Regions from separate parts of the Mus musculus genome. Here region 2 is linked to region 1. Evidence: chromatin contacts called from public promoter capture Hi-C data. All regions are on one chromosome and are shown on one strand. Each heading gives the region's core, a stretch centred on a gene start, on an enhancer-like site or on the middle of the called end of the contact. The rest is flanking DNA. Distances are from core to core; before and after follow the strand shown. Region 1 has its middle 39 kb from the start of Gm46750. Region 2 holds the start of Ube2e3 (ubiquitin-conjugating enzyme E2E 3).

Region 1 (6,026 bases), core at 1,467-3,966:
TCTCTGAAAAGCTGCATTCTGCATACTAGTCCAATCTCTAGTATGATACAAGCTTAGAAAGCAATGGACACGGTTCCAGTTGGGACTCCAAGTCTCCACACTCAGGATTGAAATACATACTCTACATCATTTCTTTGCCTTCAGTTCTAATACTAATCTGCTGACATGGCAACATGCCTGCTCCCAGGTGACAGGAGAGACACCTGGAGCACAGGTGCCTGGCAATGATGGGCTCAGAGAAATCCTTGTTCCTGACATTTCTTCTGCAGGCCATCTCTCCTGGGTACATGCTAGGCAGTGTGCTCTCCCTTCCTGTCTGAGGTCATGACTGAGGCTATATGTCTTCAGAAATTTCTGCTTATCATTAAAAGCAAAATTCTCAGAATAAGGTGACATTTAAAAGTAGAAACCATAATTGTTTTTGAATCTTTAGGTCTAACTCAGAATTTTTTTTTAAAAAATTCTCTTTCCTGAAAGATTTTAAATATCAAAAATTTAAGCTCAGATGATCTTTTCGGGAACTAGTTACTTATTATATTGCATTGATATTCCACTAAACTTGGTGACATGAATTCAAAAGCTAAAGCATAACAATATACATATGATGTATGCTAGGACATCTATATGCATGTAGACGTCTCAAGTAAGTATCAATGAATATCTATGTATCTAAAATAAATGGTCATCTTTTGGTAATCTCATTTTGAAGGCTATTTTGTCCAGAGAGCTTTAGAAATATGTGCCAGGGATTGGGGATATGGCTCAGTTGGCACAGATGCAGGATGGTGGGCATTAGAGAGAAAACACACCTTGTTCATTTTATAAGCTAAGCCCAGGGATGATGCAAAAGCACAAAGAAGACTTTCTGTGAATTATCTATAGGTCAGTGGGGGTCACAGAAAGCTGTGTAGAATTACCTATACCTCCAGGACAGAGCTTACTTAGGGTTATTGCAAGGTTAGCCTTTATCCTGGACCCAGGTTATTTAAGGATTCCCAAATCTATATCTCCCTTCTCAGTTTTTATAGCTTGGGAATATAAAAACACCTTGGTGCTTTGATACAATTTTAAGAAGAAATAAAATAAAATCAAACTCCACTGAATATATCTCTTCTTTCATGGGGGGTTTAAAATTGATATGTCTCTAAAAAAAATCACAGAATTATGTTTGTAGTTCAAGTGTGTATAATAAGCTTTACATGAGCTATGCAATATCTATTGTGACTTCTTCCCAGAAAGAGTAAAGGGCAAATGTGTAACCCTTACAACTTACGTTCCCCTGTTTATTTTGTGAAGAGCATTGATTGAACATGTTCAGGTAAGGTAGAGATTAGATTGTTCACTGTGCTCAGGGATAGGCCAACTCAACTGCCCACGTTCTTTTGTTTCAGCTCTGTAGCCGTCACAGACCCTAGAAGAGTTTTTTAGACAAGGGTTTTGTGAAAACAGCAAATAGGTTTTTGATATTTATCAGATCCAATATGCTAAACTAGAATCTCGATTCAGATGAGATTTTTTAATTTTATTTTTATTCATCAGTGTGTGTATGTGCATGAGCACATATATGTATATGCATGTGGATATGAGTATGGATATGTGTGTGTGCGCATGCATATGTGTGTCTGTATGTGTAAGTGTGTATGTTTGTATGTGTTTATGTTCATATAGGACTCTCAAGAGAAGTTCAGTGCATTTGTAAACTGCCCGATGTGGGTGCTGGGAATCAAACTCCGGTCTCCTGCATAGCAGTAAATGCTCTTAAGTGCTGACATCTCTCCAGCTCCATATTAGAATTTTTAAAGCTGTTTATTGTGTTGGCTATCACTGTCAACTTTCCATTTCCTCTTTACTTGGAAATAGTTAATGTCATCAAAACTGTTCACAATTTTAGGAGAGAATACTTTTTAATGAATGAGATGTTTCTCTTGTTTCATAATACTTACACTTTTCAAGGTTCTTATAGTTGAATACCCACTGCCCTTACTATGTTCATGGAGCCAAACAGTGGGCACTTTCACGTACACAGCCATTCTTGATAGATTTTCACAGACTTGGTTTATCTTCGGAATGCCTTGCATGCTCTTTTGATGTGAATGGTTGGCTGTCCACTTCAGCTCCTCCTACCCTGTGAGTCTTTGTGCTCTCCTTGACCAGGGTGTCCCTGTTGCCTGCTCAGCATTCTGAATGCACCATTGATGTTCTAAAGAAAGGAGGATGGCAGATGCATGAAAACATCTTTCATTGGCAACATTCTCTTTAGATCCAAGACAAGCACATTTTCTTTACTCATCAACAAGAAAATAGTGAGCTGGCATGGCCCAACATTCCCCTGCATCTTTTCCATTATTTATTTTCTGTTTTTTGTTTTTTTTTGCTTTTTTTTGTTTTTTTTTTGTTTGTTTTGTTTTTTGTCTAAAAGATGGACATATTTGTACCCACAAGCCTGAGGGATGAATCGGTACAATAAAACCTTGGTTTTATGTCTCCATTTTCTTTAAGTGTAGATGTGTTGTTATATAAGCTTGCATCTGCCTACCTTACTGTCAATATTTTTCAAATGCTGCATCTATTCCAACTAGAAAAAAAACAATTATTATTGTGAACAAAATTATTGGAATCATTCTGATTTTCAAATAACTTTTGGGAGTAGTGCATGGCACTCTGGGATTTCTTATTAAGCTCTGCTCCAACATGGGAGAAATACAAAGAAACATGTGGGAATAATTTACAAGGCATTTATGTGCCGTATAATCTGGTTTTATAAATTCATGTAACAGGAGGTTTTCTGGGAATAATTTTCACTGATTAACCTTTAGGTCAATTTGTTATTTTTGTATAACCAACCATGACTTCCTTTCATATCTTTAACCTCTGATTCTTCCAGTTGATTAATTTTCTAAATAGTTAATTACTTGATAAATACAAGATAATTTCTTCTAGCTATCTTGCAGTGCGGTGATTCCTTTAACAACAGAATAACGTGAGTGTAGTTTCTATGGAATAAGTCTTCTCCACGTCTTTATAAAGGAGGATAAATGCTATCTTTTTTGATATGATAGATGGAGTATTGAAAAAGTCTGTATAGACCATGACATATGCCAGTGTATGTAGTGATGAGTTACTTTTAAATATAGAATAATAAAAAAGATGATGACCAGGCTTTTGTGAAAAACTACTGATTTCTAATTTAAAGCCAGTATAAGAGAGTGTGCTTTCATCAGTGGTCAAAACTAAGAATGAGTGAAGGTAAGAAACACTTCTCTACTCAGACATTTAACTAATTAACTACTTAAGACAACTAAGCCGACGTCTTAAATATTAAAGCTAGATTGCTTTGTTTGAAATTTATTATGGTGTCAAAAAGCTGTCGAAACTTTTCCTTTTCACTTTGTTCTACTAATGTACCTCTAGCTTTCACACTGATCTAAGGAACAATAGAATGACAGAGTGGGCTCCAGATATAGTAAAATAGAGTTAGATTTATAACTTAAATTCAGCATCGTCTATTTAGGCCAAACTGACATTTCACTAAAAGCCCAGTGGAGAGACCATATTTATTTACTTCAGAGTGCTGAATCAAGGCAGTGAAAGGTGATTTGTAAATTGCTTCTTCAGTGAACTTGAATAAATAACTCACAAATCAATGTGTTACAAGGATTTGGTAACCAGCCCATTTCATTTGAAGCCATGCTGCAGTCTATTGATCTTTTCCTCTGGATTATGTTGGACAGGAACTGCTGGAGTAGATACAGACTATACTACCTACCTGCCAAGAACAGTTTATTTAAAAAAGACAAGAAATGCAATTAGCATTTGTTTCTTTAAAAAAATCCTTCTCACTAGCACTGCAACCCTGGGGACCAAAAAAAGAGAAATTATTGCCATGGATCAGGTGAGGTAGAGGACACTGGGCTCTTCCATCTTGATTTTCATGGAAACAGTAAGGACATGGCTAAGAAGAGGTATTCCCCAGAGCTTGTGTTACCTGCTTTTAGGATAACAAGTTCGCAGTACCTAGAACTGAGCCTGCACAAGCTTTTTCTGCTCTCCCCTTCCCCCCCCTCCCAGACTAAGCTTAAACCACATGGTACCTATTTTTGGATAGAATTCAAATATCTATGCTGCAGTATCCTTGTGGACGATTTAAGATTCTCTTGCGGAACCAGATGAGGAAGAGGAAACAGTTATATCCAGGGAACTCTCAATGGTCTGGAGTCCACTGATACACTTAGGTTGGATTGCTAATGAGCTCCAGGTATCTACCCGCCTCTGCTTACACCCATGCCCCAACACAGGCGTCACAGACGTGTCATCATGCACAGATTTTATGTGAATACTTAAAGTCTACACTCAGGTTCTCATACTTGCATGAAAGGCATTTTACTGACTGAGACATCTCCCTAGGCCCCAGAACACGGATTTTCAAAATAGTCTTTGGTTCCTTTGTGGCCATATTCTGTGCCTTCAGGCATCACATTCCATTGCTTGCAAATATGAATTGGGGAAATAAGAGAGAAGAGATAGATAGTTCCATGTTCTAATAATGTGTGCATATTTTATTTCTACTGATCACAGAGAGAAGGGTTTTATTCCTTCCATGCAAAAGTGTTCTCTGGCATAAGGTAAAAAGCCCAGCTAAACCTTTATTAATCTCTTCCCGGAACCACTCCTAAACAGTGCTATGAAACACGGCCTCTGTGCTTTCTTCATTCTGTGCCAGGTCACGAAGCAAAATTTAGAGTTAAAGACTAAACATGAAACTTCTAGATTTGTGATGAATAAGAAGTGTTTTTATCCAGTAAGCCATCAAAAGAACACCTGTTTGGAGTTGACAGCAGGCTTTTGAATTCAAGTCTGTTCCAATGCGGTTCTCCATTTCCTCCGGACCTAGGAAAGTCATATATTTGTCCTTCCCGCTTTATGGCACTGAGGAAATGTTTGTTACCACTGGAAGAAAATGTGTTCACCGATATCCTTGATACACATGAACTTTTTATAAATGTGATGTTTTCTATTTGGGGTGAACTTTACAAATAACAGTGAACATCTTTATTGTATTTTCTCTTTCAATCTGTCATGCTACATGAACTCATTGAAGATTTCAGCTTCACATAGAAGAGTGTAGCAAATATGATAGAGTGCAACACCAGAAAGATAGTTGAAAATCAAGTACCGGACCCTACTTCATCATTGAATACACTGCCCCCACCACATGCCACCAAAAGCTTTTATGAAGAACTCACAGACTGCTGCCTGGGAAATTTCTGTGTCCAGGATGGATCAGACACATGGAAGATAGTAGTGAAGGTTTTACATCAACCCATTCCAGGCATGCCACATAGGATCAGAAGGAAACCTTAACTCCCAGCATATCTGGGGAGGGAAAGACTTGGGTTTCACAGAGTGTTCCAGATCTTCTCTGAGGTCAGAGTACTTGCTTTCCTCTCACATTCTTTAGAGCAGGAGAGTGATCCAGCATCTTCTAAATGCTTTGTGGATAGGTAGATTAAACACTATGTTTAAATTTATGCACAGTAATTGTAGCCTCAAACTCTTTCAGTGCAAAGAGAGTGGCAACAAACTCTCTGCTCTTCCTTGGGAAAACACTTGGGCCATATATCAAATGTTCTGACATCTCATAAGCTTAATTCTATTGCAAACCTTTGTTCAAGTGCTAGATGACTGGGAAGCAGTGAGAAGGAAGGTGGTGGTATGGCTAGCAGTTTGTAGAGCATCTCTGCTTAGCACAGCCCTAAATTAACAGACAAAAGTAGTCACCTCCCAGGTTTTCCATGGGAGGGAAAGAATTAGACAATACAACCTATATGCCCATATTTCTAGGGGATGGCCAAAAGAATGATTTCTGTCATGCCCTTCTCAGAGTACTGTCTGGGGCTTTCATACCGTATATGCTTAGGACCTAATGATTAAAGACAGAGCCACTTGCTCTATCATGCAACTGCTGCCCATGGCTCCTGTGACTTAGGTATGAGTAGACTGAATGGGGGAAAGATGTTTAGTTTCCA
Region 2 (6,337 bases), core at 2,485-4,984, 520 kb after region 1:
AAGAAAAAGAAAAAAAAAAAACGAAGAAGAAAGAGGTGAAGAAAGGTGCATTGAGAAAAGTTGCAGGGTAGAAAGAAGCAACAGCAGCAAACCCACCCCCAATTCGCAGAATAGATCAGGAAGGTTGCATTTTATTTCTGTAGTGTGTGTGTGTGTGTGTGTGTGTGTGTGTGTGTGTGTGTTGCTATGGGTTTAACTTTGTAAGTCTCATCCTAGGTTACACAATAACACAACTCAGAAACTTCTTAAGCAACTAATAATGGACAATGGGTGTGTAGTTAGAAAGCACTGAGATCCATGGGAAGGCCTCAGGAAAAGCACCTCCTAAGCTAAGGAGATGGGATGTGAGAGTCTTGCCTGTTCTCACAATTAAACATACTTGCATTGAGTGGCAATGTTGATGGGAGAGGGGATGGTTTCAGTAATGGTCATAGCCATTGCACTTGGATTGATTCCGTGTCTTTGCTCTTCTATCTGATCCTCTTAGGGCTGTGAGAGGCTGGCAGGACCCCATACTAATGAGAAAGTGAGTGAGAGAGTGAGAGAGAGGGGAGGTGGGGAGGGAGAGAGACAGAGACACACAAGGAAAGCGACAGAAGGAAGTTGGGATGGAGGGGATGTCAATCATCATGTAGCTGATGTCTGCTTCTTGGTACTACTTTGTGGGCATCTTGTAGGGGAACTGCTATGTATTTTAGGGGATAATGTGTATTACTTTGAACTTATATATCACCGGAAGTGGTTATTCATCATGATGATCTCTAATTTCAAACATGGACATTGCAAAAACAAATAGAAAAAGTACAAAGTAGGGTGCCTTGTGAGGAAGGACTTTCTCGAGACAGGGTTTCTCTGTGTAGCCCTGGCTGTCCTGGAATTCACTCTGTAGACCAGGCTGGCCTCGAACTCAGAAATCTGCCTGCCTTTGCCTCCCAAGTGCTGGGATTAAAGGTGTGCGCCACCACACCTGGCTCTTACCCAAACCAACAGTTCATAATTTAAGAGTTGCTCCTAGTCAACACACAACAAAGTGTGTTCCAGGACAGCCAGGGCTATACAGAGAAACCCTATCTCAAAAACCCAAAAAAAAAAAAAAAAAAAAAAAAAAAGAGTTGCTCCTGGGTCAGGGAGGTAACATCATGGTACTTTGAAGGACAGCTAGAAAAAGCACCTGACCAGCCCCGTTAGTAAACTGAATGGGTGTGTGTGTGTGTGTGTGTGTGTGTGTGTGTGTCTGAGTACTTAGTCTTGTAGTGGCAGAGGCTTCTTTCTCTAACCTTACAGATCCTTTCAATGGTCTTCCTAGCTTAACGACATGGAAAGTACTACCTGTTACATGCCTAGTAAGTTCTTTTTCTTGCTTTCCCTTTGCCCTGTGTTAGGGATCAAATCCAGGCCCATGAGCATGTGGGCAAACACTTTTTTATTGAGCTATATATCCCCAAATGGTTTTCAGATATTTTACCAAGAACGTTTTCTTTATTGTATATACTTTCTCCAGGCCTACAGATCCCTCCAGGCTCAGTCTAATATAACTTGTCTTGGTTCAAGCCCATCACCACAACTCTGAGCTGCATTAATAACTCAGTTGTTTAACTTTAAAGAAACTTTTATTACATAAAGGTTGTCACATATTTGGACACCTCTCTAGGTCCTGTGGACCTAGCACAGGACACCTCTCTACTTTGTACACAGTTGCTCTCACTCTCCAATCTCATTTTCTTTCTCCTGTAATACAGTATTTCTTAGTCTTTATCTATTTGCTTTCTGACCAACTACACACTGAGCAGAACAAGTGCATTCCCAACTGCTTAAGAATTTGGTAGTTCCCAAATACTCCATCGATCTGGGCTCCATGAAACCAAACTCGCCAAAGATTCATGGACTTTTTGTTAACAATTAGCCTTTGGGCCTTCAGGCTATTTCTAGGGTATTGAATTTCCCTGAGCCTCTCACCTTTTAACACACAGCCAAGCTGCATCCACAACAATGCCCAGACTCAACACTGGCTGCCTGCTACTCAAGCAGTGTCTGTTACTTAATGTAAAGTTACTTAAGAGTGTTACTTAATGTAAAGTTGGGAGATGTCTGATTCAGACCCTGCCCATCTGCTCCCTTTCATTCTGTCAAATCGAAGTGTTGGGGGATTGATCCACAAACAGACCATTATCCCTCTTCACACATGACTCTGTTCAAACTGGAACACCCTTCTCCCCATCCAGGTGAATGTCAATAATGGGGTCTCTTTCCAGTCACTTGGCAGAGCTCTTGTCGGGGAGGGAGTAAGGAGACGGCTCTGGACACACGAAGCAGTTTATGTGCTTAGCATATACCAGGATATAGCTCGCTTGTGTAAGTTCACTGAATCTGTATCTTTGAAACGTTACAGATGTGACTTATTTATAGTTTCGAGTATTTTTTTTTTCTTTTTTTTACCAAAGCTCTTCTATTTGGAGGAAAAATAGTATGTTGGCTCACTTCTTTTCATTTTCCTTTCTCTTGAGCATTGGCTCATGTCTTATGGCTCCGCCATTCTAGTTTCTTCTGTGAACTCCTCCTCCCAGGACCCCTGGCCCTGAACACTCTTGAGAGAGGAATGCACAAATTCCTTCGAGGTTCCATCACTGGAACATGGTCTCAGGAGCGGCAAACAGGAAGTTTCTGGACTTCTGTCTATTTTGTGCTTGGGGCAAAACTGGACTCCACTTGGAAGATTCCGCAAAAAGCAAGGCAGGAGTAAACCAGCAACCTTCCTGATTCCTATCTAAAACTTTTAATGAGGACAGTGTCATATAGAGTCAGTCCCTCCATGGCTTCTCTATCCAGAAGTGGTCTCTCTCTCTCTCTCTCTCTCTCTCTCTCTCTCTCTCTCTCTCTCTCTCTCTCTCTCTCTCTCTCTCTCTCTCTCGCAAAGCAGAGCCCGCCGCCAGACACATCGGGTTATTGCCCCTAAACTTCCTCACTCCACTTTTTACATCTTGAGCGGGACATTTAAAACACAGTTTGGGATTTTGTAAGTTTCCAAAGCGTCCAGAGGGCAGTCCCCTTTTGGCAGCGCCATTGCAGGACGGGAGCCAGAGATTAGCCGAGGTAGGTCCCCTGGTCTCAAAATCCTATTCACCTCGCTCAGAAGCCCAGGACTCTACCTTGCTACTTCCTTCAGCTCAGAGGGGCCAGAAGCAGCTTTCCTTTGCCTGCGTGCCTGGCCTCCTCAATAACACCATTCATCGCCTGCCTCTCGGGGCACCGGGGAAGCCCCAGTCACGCGCCAGGGTTCTCGCTCAGGTACGGGATTCCCGGGGTAACCGCCGGCCCCTAACCTCAGGGGCGGGTAGTCCACTGGGCAGCGTCGGCCCGGAGGCGGGCTCAGGCCGGAAGCCACCCGCGGCCCCGCGAGACCGCGCCCCCGCCCCCGCCTCCTCGTCCTCCTCTTCCAGTACGAGCTCGGCGGCCAAGGGCGCAGGGGCCAGCCCGCCGGTCCCCGCCGCGCTCTTTGTCCCGGCCGCGCGCGGGCGGACGCGTGCGCATCTGCCCCCCCGCCCCCCAGCTCCCCAACCTCCGCCACCCCCCGCCCGCCACCCCCCACCCGGCGGAAAAAAAAAAAAAAAGAAGGCGCAGCGGGAGCGCGCTCGCGCGGGGGCGCGCGGGAGCCGCTCGCGCCCCCTCCGCCAGGCAAGCAGCGAGCACGCGCGCCGCCGCGCCCGCCCCTCCCCCGCCCGCCCGCTCGCTCGGAACTTGCTGACTGCGCGACCGGGAGGAGCCGAGCCGAGCCGAGCCGAGCGCAGCGGCGGGAGGCTGAGCGCGCGGGGGGCTCCCGCGTCCCTGCGCCTTCGCCTTCGGCCGGCAGAGCGCCCACCCCACCGTGGCTCCCGGAGCGCGGGGCGGCGCCACCCTCCGGCCGCAGCGCGGCACTGCACGGCCGCCTGCGACTTTCGATGTTCCACACTCCCGGGCCGGAGCCTCGGCGGCGGCTTCTTTTCCCGCCCCCCCGGTGCCCCCCCCAGGCTGCCTCCATTTCCTCAAGGAAGGTTCCTCGGCGCTCTCCCTCCCCCACAGCGTAGCGGCGCACGAGCGGGCCGGGCGGGCGGCCGAGGTAAGGCGGCGGGGCCGGGGCCCGCGTGGGGGGCGGCGGGGGCGGGGGCGGCAGCTTTGTTCGCGCCGGGCGCCGCGCTCCTCAGTCCGCCGCGCTAGTCAGTCAGCGGCGCGGGGCGGCGGGTCCCGCATCCCCCGGCGGGCGGGCGCAGTGGCGCGGTCCCCTGCGCGGCCCTCCCCACAAAGGACCGCGGAGCTGCGTGGCCCAGTGCTCGCCCCGGGGCGGGCCGCGCCAATTTGTTGCACTTCTGGGGGTGGGGGGTGGGGGAGGGCTTTTGTTTGTTTGTTTGTTTTGCCCTCGGGGTTTTGGCCGCTTTGCGGATTTTTTTTTTTTTTTTTAAAATAACAAAATGTCGGTCGGTGAGGGAGGAATTGAGCGGGGAACGTCGATGGCACCGGGAGCTTTGCAGAAGGTGCAGTTTGGAGCCTGCCCTTCCCCGGGTGGCAGCTCGGGCTCGGCCCGGTGAATCCTCGCCGCCGGCCGTGGGGACGGCTGTGGGGCGGCTGCCAGTTGATTTTTTTTTTTTTTTTAAATTCGAGTGCTGTGTTCAAAGGCTTTCGGTGCGCACGGGAGGACCCCGTCACCGTAAATAAGCATATGGGCGACTAACGGGGTATGTTTTTCCTCTGGGAAGGAGGATTTGATCGCTCAGACCGGTGTCAGCCTGTAAATATTTAGACGGTATTAGTGACTTCTGAACATTCTCGGCGAGATCTGTTATTTACAGTTGTCATATGTTATTAATGCCCGTTGCCCAAGTTCCCTGGCAAATCTGTTTCATGCCTTCTGAGAAAGTAGACAATTGATAGATTGTCCAAGGGATGGGAAAAAAATGTGAGTGGGTTTTCCAACTTGCATTTTGGTAAATCCCTCAACGCCTGCATTATAAATTATGATACGTATCAGATTCCCTGTAACGTGCTGCACCCTAAGTACAGGGACTTTCGAATCCTTTTCAATAAAATACTCTCAAAGGTGCTTATTGAGAAGTGCATGCTGCTATTTTTTTTTAAAGATCTAATGTTTCTCCATGGGTCTCTTCTCTCCTTAGAAGTTTTCCCAGAGATAAGTTCACCAAGATGTCCAGTGACAGGCAAAGGTCGGATGATGAGAGCCCTAGCACCAGCAGTGGCAGTTCAGATGCAGATCAGCGAGACCCTGCCGCTCCAGAGCCCGAGGAACAGGAAGAAAGAAAACCTTCTGCCACCCAGCAGAAGAAAAACACCAAACTCTCTAGCAAAACGACTGCTAAGTTATCCACTAGTGCTAAAAGGTAATGTCTACAAGGGGAGGACTCACACGGTCAGGTCCCCTTCCCATTGGTGGCTTTTGCTGGCTTAACTTCAGTGGCAATAGTTCAGAAATAGTTCTCCATCAAACGTATGTGAACTTGAGTGGGCTGTCATTCTGTGTGTGGTATAGCCACGCAGTTTCCCTGCAACTATCGACTCTAAAGCCAGCAGACTTTGTTCTGTGCTGTGGTGACTCGAGGATGGCCTCAAGAAGAGCTGGGCACTCATTCTGACAGATGAAGGGCTTGGCAAGGGAAATCTGGTGAGTCCCAGTGAAATGGCTTGTAGGAGAGGTTTCCTTCTGTGAGTCATGTGTGAGTGAAGTTGACAGTTCTAGAGATCAGCAGAGCTTCTCTCCAGAAAACGGAATTGTCAGAAATAACAATATTTACCAGAAAATTGGTAAACTCCAGGCTTGGCTCTAGTGGGAAGCAGTTCTTAATGTGTGCTTTAAATTGGCTTACAATCTGTAAGAAGAGGACTTTAAATCATGTGGCACAGGTGTGACTGAGTGAGTTACTGCTATCCCACCTCCTCGTGAGGGCAGATACAACTCGGAAGTAGCTGTTACAGTTTAGGTGTCACCCAGTGACTGAAAACACCCTCGGCCTTCCTCTGCGTAGCTCCAGCATTGTGGATGAGCTTGGCAGGTTAACAACAGGGGGAACATTTCTGAGTCCAAGTGAGAGATCAGTTCTTCTCTGTTGACTTCTATTTTCTGTGGTGACTGAACAGATCCTGTCAATGGGGCTCCAAGTGGTAGCAGTGTTGGGATACCTAGAGAAACTAGTGATTAAGGTGAAATGTGCCTGCCTTACCCAGGACAGGTGTTTCATTGGTTTTTATTGGACATAAATGGAGGAAGAAAAATGTAAAGACTGATCATATGTTACATTTTTATTGTGATTCAAACTTTTTGTCTGGATCTAAACCATCGCTGAAGTGCTAGCAG

The links. Promoter capture Hi-C pulls out the DNA fragments that hold promoters and counts their contacts.
Region 2: a promoter capture Hi-C map of second pharyngeal arch cranial neural crest shows a contact between it and region 1, with 6 times the contacts expected there. The contact joins the promoter of Ube2e3 here to the enhancer-like site in region 1. A contact is called at or near these places in 6 of 39 promoter capture datasets (the 3T3-L1 cell line, 3T3-L1-derived adipocytes, cranial neural crest and 3 more), 6 of 115 datasets of contacts at active chromatin or transcription factors (astrocytes, bone marrow-derived macrophages, embryonic limb bud and 3 more) and 1 of 9 other capture datasets (macrophages).

Annotation. Positions count from the first base shown.
Region 1 is chr2:78,345,450-78,351,475 of GRCm38.p6, forward strand. No RefSeq gene overlaps it. Among named protein-coding and RNA genes, the nearest start is that of Gm46750, 39 kb to the right of the region's middle. Within about 2 kb of position 2,717, at least 2 of the 459 cell types and tissues checked have an H3K27ac peak or open chromatin away from gene starts, as enhancers often do. A contact at or near this core is called in second pharyngeal arch cranial neural crest, where this site is marked.
Region 2 is chr2:78,865,313-78,871,649 of GRCm38.p6, forward strand. Ube2e3 (ubiquitin-conjugating enzyme E2E 3) reads left to right here and starts at 3,735. Exons shown (of 6, transcript NM_009454.2): 1 at 3,735-4,093; 2 at 5,145-5,366. The coding sequence starts at 5,173.